Linked DNA regions of Mus musculus: region 2 is linked to region 1. The links are chromatin contacts, called in public promoter capture Hi-C maps. All regions are on one chromosome and are shown on one strand. Each heading gives the region's core, a stretch centred on a gene start, on an enhancer-like site or on the middle of the called end of the contact. The rest is flanking DNA. Distances are from core to core; before and after follow the strand shown. Region 1 overlaps Os9 (amplified in osteosarcoma). Region 2 holds the start of Arhgap9 (Rho GTPase activating protein 9).

Region 1 (6,911 bases), core at 2,527-5,026:
CTCACCAGCTTGCCTCTGGAGGTAGGCCATGTACTCATCAGGCTGCAGGGCTGGGTGACAAAGAATGGCCTGTGGGGCAGCGCTGGCTGGTGGCCGGAGGAGAGGATGCGGGCAGAGCCTTGACGTGCGAATGGTCAGTACGTAGGAGCAGGAGACGGGTTCATCTACTCGGTCAATGTAGTCCCCAGATATGCCCGCACCCTCGTCACACAGGAACTGTGGCAGGGCAAGAAGGGAGGCTCACTTGTAAGATCCACCAAAACACCTATGGTTCTTGGATTCTTACACAGGACACCAGGACACACCGTGCTGGACGCAGGACCACGGCTGTACACATGACATGCTACACAGATTCAGGGTTTCACAAAGATCCAGCAAGGAAGACATTAGCACCCCAGCTCGGTCGCCCAGGACAAGGAAACTTATCAAGCCATGCAGTTTAGACCCTCACTCAGGTGGCCAGCTGATAAGTGGCAAAAACGGAAGATAAGTTAGGCAACTTCATTGTACGTCAGCAATCTGCCTTTCCATCAGTCCCTTGTCCTGTGTAAACATGGTGTGTTGGAGCTGCTGAGGTGGCTCAGAGGGTAAAGGTGCTTGCCACCAAGCCTAATGGCTTGTGACAACCAACCAACGGCTTGGCCTTGACCCCCAGTGCCCCACAAAGTGGACGGAGGGAACTGACTCTCACTTGTCCTCTGACACTCACATGTGTGCTGTGGCGTGCGCTCTACCCAGCAGCACAAAGACTAGAGAGACACAGATACTAGCGTGGCCCCTGAGCAAGGACAGTATGCATTCACAAAGTCTTCCTTTTGTGTTTAAGCACACTGGGGGCAAACCTATACCCACTTCACTCAGGAGGCCAATGCTGGACGACTGCTGTAAGTTCAAGACCAACCTGGGCTATGGTTTGAAAAAGCAAACGAATTAAACTAGTGAGCTTAGGCGTAGGAGCGCCATGTGGGCTGTAACTATTACCTAACGCTAGGGAGGCTGACGGGAGAATCTGGGTTCAAGGCTAGCTTGTGTGACAGGGCAAGATCCTGTCACAAAAATAAACAAACAAACAAATAAAATTAAAGAAGGAAAGAAAACGTTTGCATTGTAATAATAAAAACACAAATAACCAATTTAAAATATGGAAAGAGCTAACCAGATACTGCTTTAGAGAAGAGCAGCTCTGACCCTGACCCTGTCCAGGAAGTGCCCATTGGAACCACAGGAGATGACACTCCATCACACTCACTACCGGTTCTACCCTGAGGAAGGTGACACCACACACTGGCCAGGATCCGGAAACTGAAAAACCTCTCAGACCACTGTGGGCTTGGAAAACAGAGCTGCTAGCTTGAAAAAAATGTTAAACCTCAGAAGGTCAAACAGGGATGTATGTGCACGTCTATGTACATGTGGGTGCACGCGTGTGTGTGTGAGAGTGTGTATATGTGTACAAGAGTACATGTGCATATGTGTATGTGTGCATGTGTGTACATGTGTGAGTGTGTATATGTGAGAGTGTATGTGCATGTGTGTGTGTGTGTGTATATGTGAATGTATATGTGTGTGTGTCTGTGCGTGTCCGAGGATGGCCTGTGGGTCTCTGGGATTGAACCCAGCCTTTTGGATTTAGCAATAAGAACTGTTAACTACTGAGCTATCCCATAGCACTGACTTTTTAAAACTTTTCTGAGATTAGCATAACTTTATTAACACAATGGTGGGGGACAGCTGGAAAGTTAAAAGGTGGTGAGTAGGAAGGACTATTACAGGTCAGCTCATGAGTCCTGATGAGACGGACGGCTTAGCGGGTAAAGCACTTGCCATGAAAGGGCAAACGAGCACCTAACCTGGAATCTCCAAACCATGGCAGAACTCCCTCAGTAGGGTGGGAGGCAGAGACAGAATCCCTGGATGCCTGTGTGCCAGCTAGCCCCAGATTCAAAGCAGCAAACGAAAGTATCCTATTTCAAATGGGACGGAAGGTGAGGACCAAGACCTGAAGTTGTCCTCTGGCCTCCACACACAGCATGGTAAGTGCACAGCCACATTCAAGTTAACAAACTGAGGTACACGCGCCAGTCCTCAGGGGACTGGGAGGCTGAACTCAAAGCCAGCCTCTGCTATGTCCTGAGACTCTGGGTCACTCTGGATCGTGGGGATGTACATGACCAACAAGTCGCATAATTTCAAACTAAAACATTAATACATTAAACATTATTAATATATTAAATGAAGAGGACATTAAAATGGCCAAATCTGCCACTGTGGTGAGAGTTTTACCCTTGGAAAATGTTTGGCTAACTTGGCATGAAATTGAAAATGTGAATGATAGAATACAGTCTGTCTCTTTGAGATGGAGGCTTGGGCCAGCGGCTTGTCCAGCATGAGTTTACTCTCCAGCACTGGACAGCAGCCTTGTATTGTGTTGCTGTCTGGTCTTTCAGGTAGTAAAATTATAAGTGAACATTTAACCATGCCTAGCACGGTGAGAAGGCAGAAGTCGGTAACTTGAGAAACTTCACTTTCAAATGCAAATATCACATTAAAAGAATAACAAGCCTGGGGCTGGAGAGATGGCTCAGTAGTTAAAAAGCACAGACTGCTCTTCCAGAGGTCCTGAGTTCAATTCCCAGCAACCTCATGGTGGCTCACAACCATCTGAAATAGGATCCTATGCCCTCTGCTGGTGTGTCTGAAGACAGTGACCGTGTACTCATAAATAAATCAATCTTTAAAAAACAGGTAGAAGAAGAAGAAGAAGAAGAAGAAGAAGAAGAAGAAGAAGAAGAAGAAGAAGAAGAAGAAGAAGAAGAAGAAGAAGAAGAAGAAGGACGACGACGACGACGACGACGACGACGACGACGACGACGACGGCAACACCTATGATTCCAGCACTGGGGGGGGGGGGGGGGAGATTAGGAGTTCACGGTCATCCTTAGCCTCATAACAGTTTAAACTAGCCTGAGCTAGCCTGAGCTATAGAGACTGTCCACCAAACAAACAAACAATCAGCAAACAACAAAACCCACCCAAATCCAGGGAACTAGCAGCCACTTCGAGAATTATCTAGGATGACTGGTCTTGCCTAGCCCCACCTGGCCACAGTCAGTCTGAGTCACAAGGCATCCACTGTGTGTCCTGGCTCTCACCCTTTGGCAGCAATATGTGTCACACTGAAGTGAATGTGTGTTCATCCACCTATCCCAACACTCAAGCTTATGCTGTCTGGCTTGGCCTCAGAGTCAGAGAAATGTGCTTACAACTGGCCCATCGGTTGGTTCTTTGGTTCTTGTGAGTCCTGTGTGTGCAAGCCTGGACTTGGGCTACACAAAGAGGGTTCCTGCTGAGCTGGCCTGGGAATTTACCAAAACGGCCAAAACAGCGGAAAGAGGAGGGGCACCGCCAGGAGTTCTCCTGGCTTTTGGAACAGTCTTTCCTTTGACCATTTACATGCAAACCTACAAGAAGGGTCATTTAGACCCCAAGGGAACAAGGACCATTCAGCAAAGGACACGCGTAAATGTTACCATGCAAAACTGGAGTCTACAGTGCCACAGGCTGCTGGTGGTGTTTGTTTAAAAGTCACAGGCAAGATTCCTGCCAGGAGGATTAACACTCAGATTGATGGTGGGGAAGATCTAAGAGCCAGACAGCTTCCTGAGCAGGTAAAGAAAGATAAGGAAGAAAAACGGGGCAAAGAGGAAGACACTGTGGCACCAAGATGGGCCCAGAGTAGTTCCTGAGGACTGACAGGAAGTGGCCAGTTCCTTATTCCTGTGGCTTTCTGTGGGGAACCAACAACCTCTACGGTAAAATCCAGGGAGACAACAGACCAAGACCTAAGCAGACGCAACAAAAAAGTCATTCACACAGCACAGAACTTGGACGGGAAAGAGCGATCGCATGTGCCCTTGCCCCAGCACTGCGAGGCTAAGGTTACAAACAAGCAAACCCTCCCCGATCAAACCAAAGACAGCAAAAGTAAATGTGTTTACATGTACACTAAGACTCTACCGAAAATGTAAACGCTACACGTTCAAACTGGAGGAGAGCAACCAAGTGGTGACCTGTGCAAAGCGAAAGCTTTTAGAGCAGGTTTGGGAGAGGAGCCTGGAAGTGAGTGAGCTGTGTAAACTCAGGACGGTACAGGATTGGCCGGAAGTGCAGTCTCTGCTTAGCTCGAAGCCAGAGTCATTCAACCCCCAGTACCAAGGAGAAAGAGGGCTATGAAAATAGCCACCAGAATGGTCTCTAATACGTGAATGGACAAGTCACCAGGGAACTGGCAAAGGGAATCATGGTTAAAGTGTAAAGGTGCCGAGCTTGGTGGCACTCGCCTTTAACCAGCACACGGGAGGCAGAGGCAGGTGGATCTCTTTGAGTTCAAGGACAGCCTGGTCTACAGCATGAGTTCCAGGGCAGCCAGAGCTACACAGAGAAACCCTGTCTCAAAAATTCAAAACAAAACAGTGTAAAGGGGACGAGAGATTCTTGTTTGTTTGTTTGTCTCCCGACGTAGTCCTGGCTGTCCTGGAACTCTGTATTTAAAGCAGGCTGGCCTGAACTCATGGTGATCTTTATGCCTCTGATTCCTCAGTGCTGAGCTGACAAGAGATTCTTAAAGACAAGTAACCTCACAAGTCTTAGAGAAATACAAAATAAAGCCATCCTAAAAACACTCTTTATAGCCGGGCGGTGGTGGTGCACGCCTTTAATCCCAGCACTTGGGAGGCAGAGGCAGGCGGATTTCTGAGTTCGAGGCCAGCCTGGTCTACAGAGTGAGTTCCAGGATAGCCAGGACTATACAGAGAAACCCTGTCTCGGAAAAAACAAAAACAAAAACATTCTTTATCTGATGCATAGCCAATGATTAGCCAAATTCCTAAAGTTTAAAAATAGAGCAGGCTGGCAGGCTGTACAGAGACCAGCATCCTTCCATGTTGGGCAGAGAGCGGTTCCTGAGCTGGATATACACTCTGCAGGTACAAGAGGACCATTTGTGGTAGCGTTTCTGTGTTAATGAAAGACTTAAGATAGACCCACCCAACCCCCAGGACCGCTCAGATGTGAGGCTGCGGGCGTGGGACAGTAAAGCCTTGGCTGTACAAGACAGTTGGAGCTCCTTAGCTACTGACTTGGAAAGAGCTCGCAGGTATATGCTTATAAGAAATGTGCTTAGAACCACATTTAAACGGCTGCAGGCTGTGGGCTAGAGCACTGGCTGCTCTTCTAGGGGACTTGAGTTCAAATCCCAGCATCCACATGGCAGGCATGTCACAACTGTCTGTAACTCCTGTTGCAGAGGATATGACACCATCATACAGTCACACATTCAGGCAAAACCCCAATGCATATAAAATGAAAAAAAAAAAAAAAAAGAAAAAGGCTGTGTGCTGTGAACTGGCACATGGCCCAGTGGGTGCAAGAAGACTTGAATTTGATCCCCGGAACCCTCGCTGGAAATTGCGAACAGATTTCCAAAAGCCCTCTGACTTCCACACTCTCACTGTGACACACGCGTGTGTGTATACACACACTCATGTGTGAACACTCACACACTCTCTAGTAAATAAAAAGGTTTTTAAAGATTTATTCATCTTGGGCTGGTGAGATGGCTCAGTGGGTAAGAGCACCCGACTGCTCTTCCGAAGGTCCGAAGTTCAAATCCCAGCAACCACATGGTGGCTCACAACCATCCGTAACGAGATCTGACTCCCTCTTCTGGAGTGTCTGAGGACAGCTACAGTGTACTTACATATAATAAATAAATAAATAAATAAATCTTAAAAAAAAAAAAAGATTTATTCATCTTTATTTTTTGTGTATGTCTTACTACATTTGTGTCAGTGTACCATAAGTGTGCCTTGTGCCTAGTGCCTGTGGAGGCCAGAGAAGGGCATCAGATCCCACTACAGATGGTCATGAGCCACCAAGGGGGTGCTGGGAGTTGAACTCAGGACCTCTGGAAGAACAATCAGTGACCACTGAGCCATTTCTCCAGTCCCCAGAATTTCTTACCAGGTGATGGTGGTATAGGCCTTTAATCCCAGCACTTGGGAGGCAGAGGCAGGCGGATCTCTGTGAATTAGATGTAAGTCTGGTCTACAGAGTGAGTTCCAGGACAGCCAAGGCTACACAAAGAAACCCTGTCTTGAAAAATGAAACAAAAGAAAAAAAAGAGGAAAAAATAAAAGAAAACAAATATTTATGTTCCAATGAATAAAAAGAAGGGGTAGGGGAAAACTCAGAATGGGGAAATGGTTCTACAGGAGAATAGGGCCATTAGTCTGGAGTAGCAGCAAGGCAGCAGCAGAGAAAGAGAGAGGGAGACAGACAGACAGACAGACAAAGGGAGAGGGAGAGAAAGGAGAGACAGAGACAGAGGGATAGATAGAGAGGGAAGAAGGGAAGAAGGGACGGAGGGGGGGATGAAGGGAGGGAGAGACAGAGAGAGGGGGAAGGAGAGGGAGAGAGAGACATAGAGAGAGACATAGAAAGAGAGACACAGAGAGAGATAGACATAGAGAGAGAGACATAGAGACACAGAGAGAGAGACATAGAAAGAGAGACACAGAGAGAGAAACATAGAGAGAGAGAGAGACCGCCTCAAAGTGGTGGAACTCCTTGAACTCTGTCCCGAAAGCTGTCCTCTGACAACCACACACATACATACACTAAATTAACCAATTAATTAGTTTTCAAAAATTAGACATGTTCCTTGAGAGTTTATGAAGTTAATGTACGCTGATGCCAAAACAAAATAATGATGATACAAGAAAATTGAAGACCAATTTACTTACGGAAAATTGCATAAAAGTCAATTAAAATATTAGGGTACTAACAGGCATCTGCTAAAATATGTCATGACATCAGACTAAACTTCTGCATATGGAAAGTCATCAGAAGAA
Region 2 (6,911 bases), core at 1,997-4,496, 220 kb after region 1:
TACAGAGGACCCAGTTTTCGTTCCCAGCACCTATGTAGCACCTCTTAACCTCTGAGCCATCTCTCTAGCCCCTTGTTTGTTTGTTTGTTTGTTTGTTTGTTTGTTTAGACAGGGTTTCTCTATGTAGCTCTGGCTGTCTTGGAACTTACTTTGTAGACTAGGCTGCCTGGAACTCACAGAAATCCAACTGTCTCTGCCTCCCAAGTGCTGGTTGGCACTCCAAGAACCAAGAGACTGGTTCTCATGCCTTGGATCCCAGCCCTGCGAGGCAGAGGCAGGTGGATCTCTGTGAGTTCAAGGCTAGCCTATTCTACAGAGCTTCATCACTACCAGCTAAAGGCATGTACCACCACCCTGTCCCCAAATGTCAATGAGGAGATGCACATTTACAGTGAGATACACAGTTGCACTCTCCATATTCAGGGTGCTGCAGTGATGGTTCCCATGAATTTGAAGCCAGCCTGGGCCATGTAGTGAGTTCTAGGTCAGCCTGGACTGAAGAGTAATAATGAACGTTTTTTGTTTTTTTTATTTTTGGTGTTTGGTTTTTACCGACAGGGTTTCTCTGTGTAGCCCTGGCTGTCCTAGAACTAGCTCTGTAGATCCAGGTGGCCTTGAACTCACAGAGATTCTCCTGCCTATGCCTCCCAAGTGCTGGGACTAATAATATTGGCTTTTAAAAAAAAAGCTAATTTAAAAACAAAAGGGGGAGTTGGGCGTGGTGGCTCACGCCTTTAATCCCAGCACTCAGGAGGCAGAGGCAGGCAGATTTCTGAGTTCGAGGCCAGCCTGGTCTACAAAGTAAGTTCCAGGACAGCCAGGGCTATACAAAGAAACCCTGTCTCGGAAAAAAAAAAAAGGGGGGGGGAGGGAGCTGGAGAGATGGCTCAGGGGTTAAGAGCACTGGCTGCTCTTCCAGAGGTCCTGAGTTCAAATCCCAGCCACCACATGGTGGCTCACAACCATCTGTAATGAGATCTGATGCCCTCTTCTGGGGTGTCTGAAGATAGCTACAGTGTACTCATATATAATAAATAGATAGGCTGGAGTGAGCCGGGCCAGAAAAAATAATTTAAATCAAACAAACAAACAGACAAACAGAAAGCTAATTTTGTCAGGTATGATGGGTAGTTCTGAATCCCAGCACTGGGAGGCAGAGGCAGGTGGATCTCTGTGAGTTCCAGGCTAGCCTAGTCTATAGAGCTAGTTCCAGACAGCCAGGCAGGACTGTTACACAGAGAAACTCTGTCTTGAAAGACAAGCAAACAAAAAGATAATTTTAAATATCTGAATGAACACACAGGTAAAATCAGCCTCTGGATAAGGGAAGGAAGAGAAGGGGGCATGCTTCCCACAGTGAAACAGAGAGAACCTAAGGGAGTAGGTCCTGGAGGGTGAGGACCAGCCTGTCAGACCTTGGATTACGTCAGGGGAGGGGAGCTGGCTTGGCTGTCTCGCATCACCAGAGCGAAGAGGCACTCACCCTCTACTCCAGCTCTGCAAGCAGAAACTAAAAACCTTACACCACTCAGTGGAGGAAAAGCAAAGAATTGAGAAGTTTGCTTCTGATGCTCGGCACTCCCAGGCTAGTCAGTTCCTCTGCCGGCTAGGGAAAGGGCGACATCAGGTGACGTCAGTCTCCAAACACCTCTCATGATGTTTTTATTTATTTTTGAGACAGAGTCTTACTATATAGCTCTGGCTGTCCTGGAACTAACTAGATGTTGTTTGTTTGTTTGTTTGTTTGTTTGTTTTTAAAAAAGAATTATTTATGGGCTGGCGAGATGGCTCAGCAGATAAGAGCACTGACTGCTCTTCCATAGGTCCTGAGTTCAAATCCCACAACCACATGGTGACCCACCGGTAATGAGATCTAACGCCCTCTTCTGGAGTGTCTGAAGACAGATACAGTGTACTTACATATAATAAATAAATAAATCTTTTTTAAAAAAAAGAATTATTTACTTATTTATTATGAGTACACTGTAGCTGTCTTCAGACACACCAGAAGAGGGTGTCGGATCCCATCACAGATGGTCGTGAGCCTCCATGTGGTTACTGGGGATTGAACTCAGGGTCTTTGGAAGAGCAGTCAGTGCCCTTAACCACCAAGCCATCTCTCCAGCCCTAGAACTCACTATGTAGATAATGCTGGCCTCAAACTCATAGAGATGCACCTGCCCCTGCCTCCTGAGTGCTGGGTTGAAGGCGTGAGCCACTACATCGACTTCTGTACCGTGTGTGCACGGTCTCCAATTCAGCTGCAGTTAGTAAATTTCCTGTGTTAAGGTCAGTTAAGGTCTGGCCCCCTAAGCTGCTAAGGAGCTCATCCCTTTGTCATTTCTAGTTCTTGACGGCTCCTTCCACACAGGAGACAGTCCTCAACCAGTTCTTGTTAAGCATAGAAATAAAAAAGGCTGGAGAGATGGCTTGGCAGTTAAGAGCTCTGGCTGCTCTTCCAGAGAACCCTGGTTCAATTCCCAGTACCCACATGAGGGTTCACAACCGCCTGTAACTGTTGATCCCAGGGATCCAACACCGTCTTCTGGCCTCCTTGGGCAGCAGACATTTGGATGGTGCTGAGACATACACACAGACCAAACACTCACACATACAACAAGAATTGCAAATGGACGGAGCCCCATAATAAACCCGGGGACCCCTCCAGAAGGTTGATGCATAGATCATGCGCCCTAATGTGTCCTAGACGGGGCTGAAGGAGATATGCACTCTTCTTTTTTCCTTTCCTGCTCGCTTGTTTTTTTAGTTTTTCTGGTTGTCTGTCTGCACAGGAAACACAAAGCTTCGAGTCTGAGGCAGTTTGGGTGGTCACAGGAACACTGAGGCCTGTGTGAGCTTAAAAACGGGTCATGGCATAACCTTCCCTTCATCATTGTCACCTGTACTTTTGTCTGTGTTCTGCTCTTAGCCTGGCTCCTCCTCCTCCTCCTCCTCTTCCTCCTTATGTGCAGCTCAGGGCTCCCTTCAACATCCAGGATCAGGTCTTTCTGACCCTGGAACATCAGGTAACCTCGACAAGGTATCTAAAGATCACCAAGCTAGGTTGTCTTCTCAGATTCCCTGCCTTGCTTGCTGGGTAGGCTGCTGACCACATCCTCTCTCACCTTATTTATACACTTCCTCAACAGACACATCACACAGAAGTTGGACCCCCCCCAAACCTGTGCTGATCTCTCTCCCCTCTTCCTCTCGCCCTAAGGGTCCTGCACACACACACACACACACACACACACACACACACACACACACACACACACAAAAACACACACGCTCACACACACTCTTCAAACCATGCCCTTCTGTACGGAGGCACCAGCTCCTATTTCCTTCTGGAACTTCAGCACCCCCTTTTCCTATAGGTGACAGTGCCAGCCACCATGTTCTCAGGCCGGTGGTGGCCAAGTATCTGGGGAAATCTAGGGCTGAGTCTACAAAGCCCTTCTCAGGGACCCCAGCTCTGCGCCCTCTATCCGTTCACTTACACTGGGGCAGATGGCCGGCAGGTGTCTCTGGCTGAAGGTGACAGGTTCCTACTGCTTCGAAAGACCAACTCAGACTGGTGGCTGGCGAGGCGTCTGGGCGCACCCCCCAGCTCTCGGCCCATCTTTGTTCCAGCTGCATACATGACAGAGGAATCAATCTGCTGCCACAACCCAGCAGACACTACCTACAACAGCTCCCTCTGGACTCCTGGTAAGTAAGCTTTGAGCCTCCCCCCTCTTCACCTTTCCGACTCTCTGACTCTTCCCGCTTGAGCGCTGAGAGCACTACTCTGTCTTACCTTCTGCGGACTCCTTTGATAAGCCTAGTTCTCACCCAAGCCACTGTGGCGTCCCCTTTACACTCTTAGCTCTAGGGCCCGTGTCACTTCCCGGCAGCCTTGCCCTGCATTCCTAGACAATTCCCAAGGTCATATCTGTCCTCACCTGCCACTCCTTCACATCTCTCTTTCCAGGGACAAAGCTGTATCATGGCTCCCTGGAGGAGCTCTATCTGCCTCAGGAACCCCAGGTTGCTTCTGGGCAGCCTCTTCACCATCCCCACAAGATGTGCAAAAGTGTCAGCACGGGCAATGTGAAGGCCTGCTCCCTGAAATCCTTCAAGGAAGGGCCAGGAGAAAGGTCTCACTGGTGGATGACAGAAGTTGCTGTGGTGAGTTACAGAGCTTCCTGGAGCATAACTCAGAGCTTGGTCGGCCGCCTGCACTACAGCAGGGTGGGGCGGGATCTATGTGAAGTGGTGAACTGGACACAGCCTCCCTCCCTTAAGTACTGAAGGTAGGAGAGGGGGACACAGACAACACCCCTCCCTTAAAGATCAGAGAGGAGGGGAGAGGGGGACAGATGGACACAATGAGGAGAAGAGGCTGAGGTGCTCTGAGAAGATCTCGCAGGAGCAGGAAGAGTGGCCATAAGCAACGTAGGGGATGAGAAAGGACAGTCGAGTTACAGAGGCCCTGGAGGAACAGGGTATCCAGTACAGCCAAAGGAATGTCAGCAGACTGCTTTTCTCCAGTTCTAACTCCTAGCCCAGGGCAAGGTTTGTCCTAAAGTCCTGTCTTCAAGTCAGGACACTAGCAAGTTCCTTCTAACACTGAGTGCCTTGGTCAGCCCCTCCCCCACTCTGTTGTCAGTTGTATTTTGAGCCAGGGGTCTTAGTCCGCAGTAGGCCCAACTCGCCCCGCTTCCTTTTGTAGTTCAGACCGACCTCAAACTCCAGCAGCTGTCCTGCCTCAGCCTCCCAAACGCTGGGGTTGCTGGGATTACGAGCAAGCCCAGTGTACACTCTCTCTTTCACGGGTGTATAACAAGTCTTTCTCTTCCCTAGCTCTAGCGTAGTCTCTCACTTCTTGGTGTCTTCTTTTACTCTCGATGGTGTGAGGACAGGTCACTCTCTCCTCCCCCCCCCCAAAAAAAAAGCCTGTTCCCCTTTCCTGCAGCTCTGGGGCGGGGTTGCGTGGGGGAGGAGGGAAGTTGGCAACAGGAAGTGAGGAGAAGAGCAAAGACTGTGAGGGGAAGAATTTTTTAAAAAACAGCCAGGGACTGGGGTTTCTACCCATGTACCAGGGCCCCCCCCGGGCCCGGAGCTGACCGTGAGTAAATGGGAGAGAGATCGGGAGGGACAGGGGCAGAATAAGTTTTCTCCTCTTTCCCAGCTTCTCGCTCCTGGGGCAGGCAGGATCACATCCTGTCACAGCTCCCTGTGTACTGTAATCTGGCGGGCCTTCTCCGACGTCCAGGGTCCCTGGTCCGAAGCCCTTGCATCCCCTCGCATGCATTACAGGAGGCTGAATGGCTGCGAGCAGCTCCCAACAGAATTCTAAAGAGAAAGGCACTGAGTGTCTCTTTCTTCAGCTCTCAGACCATTGAGGCATGGACCCCAAGGAATTAGAATTACCCCAAGAGTCTTATGCTGGGGAATACAAGGTTGGGGTCCTGATCCCAGCCAGAAACGGAACTTGTCTCCCAGGAAGACGGTTCACAGTGTTCTGACACCTCTTCAGACCTTCCTGTGGCAGAGACGGAGCTGGGACAAAGATGAACAAGGACCATGCCTTTACCAGGACTGCCTAATTACAATTACCTTTTTTTTTTTTTTTGAGACAGGGTCTCCCTATGTAGCTCCTAGTTCTGGCTCCCCTGAAACTCACTATGAAGACCAGGCTGGCTTTGAACTCACTGAGATCTGTCTGTCTTTGCCTCCCAAGTGCTGAGATTGAAGGTGGGCATCACCATGCCTGGCTTTGTGATTACCGCTTGACTAAACCTATTCAAACCTGAACTGCATGTTAGAACCCTAAAAGCAGAATTGGGGATCATCGGATCTATTTATAAGACTGATCTGCTCTCACTGCGGCCACATTTTGTATGTATAGGTGTTTTGCCTGCATGTATGCTCCTATTAACACCTGCATGCAGTGCTCTCAGAGGCCAGAAGAGGGTGTCAGGCCTCCTGGAACTGGATTTACAGCAAACTTCAGCCCTAATGAGGATGTTGAAAACCCAGCCAGCACCCGCCCCTCCCCATCCCGCCCCGCCCCGCCCCGCCCCTCCAGAAGGTAGCCAGTGCTCTAAACCCACATATATCTTTCTTTGTCCTTTAGCATTGTCTCTTTGATTGATTACTGGGGACAATTAACAGAGCTTAGATTTCTAGAGCTGCCAGGACACAGACTTCGGCCCTAACAATGCCAGTAGCGCCTGGACCCCACCTGGGGATGGCGCTCGTGTGCGGCCCTCCCCTCCTGTTTCCCCTCCATCTTCTGTTCTCCGTTTCTCTCTGGGGCTCTCAGAAGGTCAGAAGAAAGAGGAATTTTGTGAGAAGTGTTAAGAACAGTGGAGGTAGCATCCAGATGTTGCTTTGTCTTCCCCTAAACTCAGAAACCGGGCTCCATGGAGCAGACAGAGACTTTGACTAGGGACAGCAGTGCCCTACAGCCTCAGGAATGGCTCGATCCACAGGTGAGAACCCTCCCACTTCTCAGTCACATGTTAAAAAGTTAAATTTATATTTTTAGATTTATTTATTATATGTAAGTACCTTATAGCTGTCTTCAGACACCCCAGAAGAGGGCATCAGATCTCTTTACAGATAGGTTGTGAGCCACCATGTAGTTGCTGGGATTTGAACTCAGGACCTTTGGAAGAGCAGTCAGTGCTCTTAACCGCTGAACCATCTCTCCAGCCCCCAAAGTTAACTTTTTATGACCTTTCCCCTATTCCTTCTACGGCCTGGGACCTCTAAACCGAAGGTTCTTCTTCCTGTTTCAATCTCCCACCCTCAGGGTTTACCAAGCCTCAGCCAAAGCGTCCCATGGCTTGCTCTCTCTGAACAGCCGGGAGCCTTGAGGCCCTGTTCAGCTCTGCCACAGCTCCTGGATGACCCCCACG

The links. Promoter capture Hi-C pulls out the DNA fragments that hold promoters and counts their contacts.
Region 2: a promoter capture Hi-C map of the HPC-7 cell line shows a contact between it and region 1. The contact joins the promoter of Arhgap9 here to the enhancer-like site in region 1. A contact is called at or near these places in 15 of 39 promoter capture datasets (the 3T3-L1 cell line, the C10 cell line, the HPC-7 cell line and 10 more), 1 of 15 datasets of contacts at CTCF or cohesin (large pre-B cells), 15 of 484 Hi-C or Micro-C datasets (B cells, the Ba/F3 cell line, CD4 T cells and 8 more), 22 of 115 datasets of contacts at active chromatin or transcription factors (the 230-238 cell line, the HPC-7 cell line, the SCID.adh cell line and 15 more) and 4 of 9 other capture datasets (adipose tissue, embryonic tail, liver and 1 more).

Annotation. Positions count from the first base shown.
Region 1 is chr10:127,100,080-127,106,990 of GRCm38.p6, forward strand. It overlaps Os9 (amplified in osteosarcoma), which reads right to left. Exons shown (of 15, transcript NM_001171026.1): 6 at 6-216. It overlaps Gm40799 (a long non-coding RNA gene), which reads right to left. Exons shown (of 2, transcript XR_872170.2): 2 at 5,787-6,911. Among named protein-coding and RNA genes, the nearest start is that of Gm40799, 11 kb to the right of the region's middle. Within about 2 kb of position 3,777, at least 65 of the 459 cell types and tissues checked have an H3K27ac peak or open chromatin away from gene starts, as enhancers often do. A contact at or near this core is called in ECoMG-derived neutrophils, the G1E-ER4 cell line, the HPC-7 cell line and 4 more, where this site is marked.
Region 2 is chr10:127,318,718-127,325,628 of GRCm38.p6, forward strand. Arhgap9 (Rho GTPase activating protein 9) reads left to right here and starts at 3,247. Exons shown (of 16, transcript NM_001285785.2): 1 at 3,247-3,714; 2 at 3,977-4,173; 3 at 6,402-6,482; 4 at 6,806-6,911. The coding sequence starts at 3,399.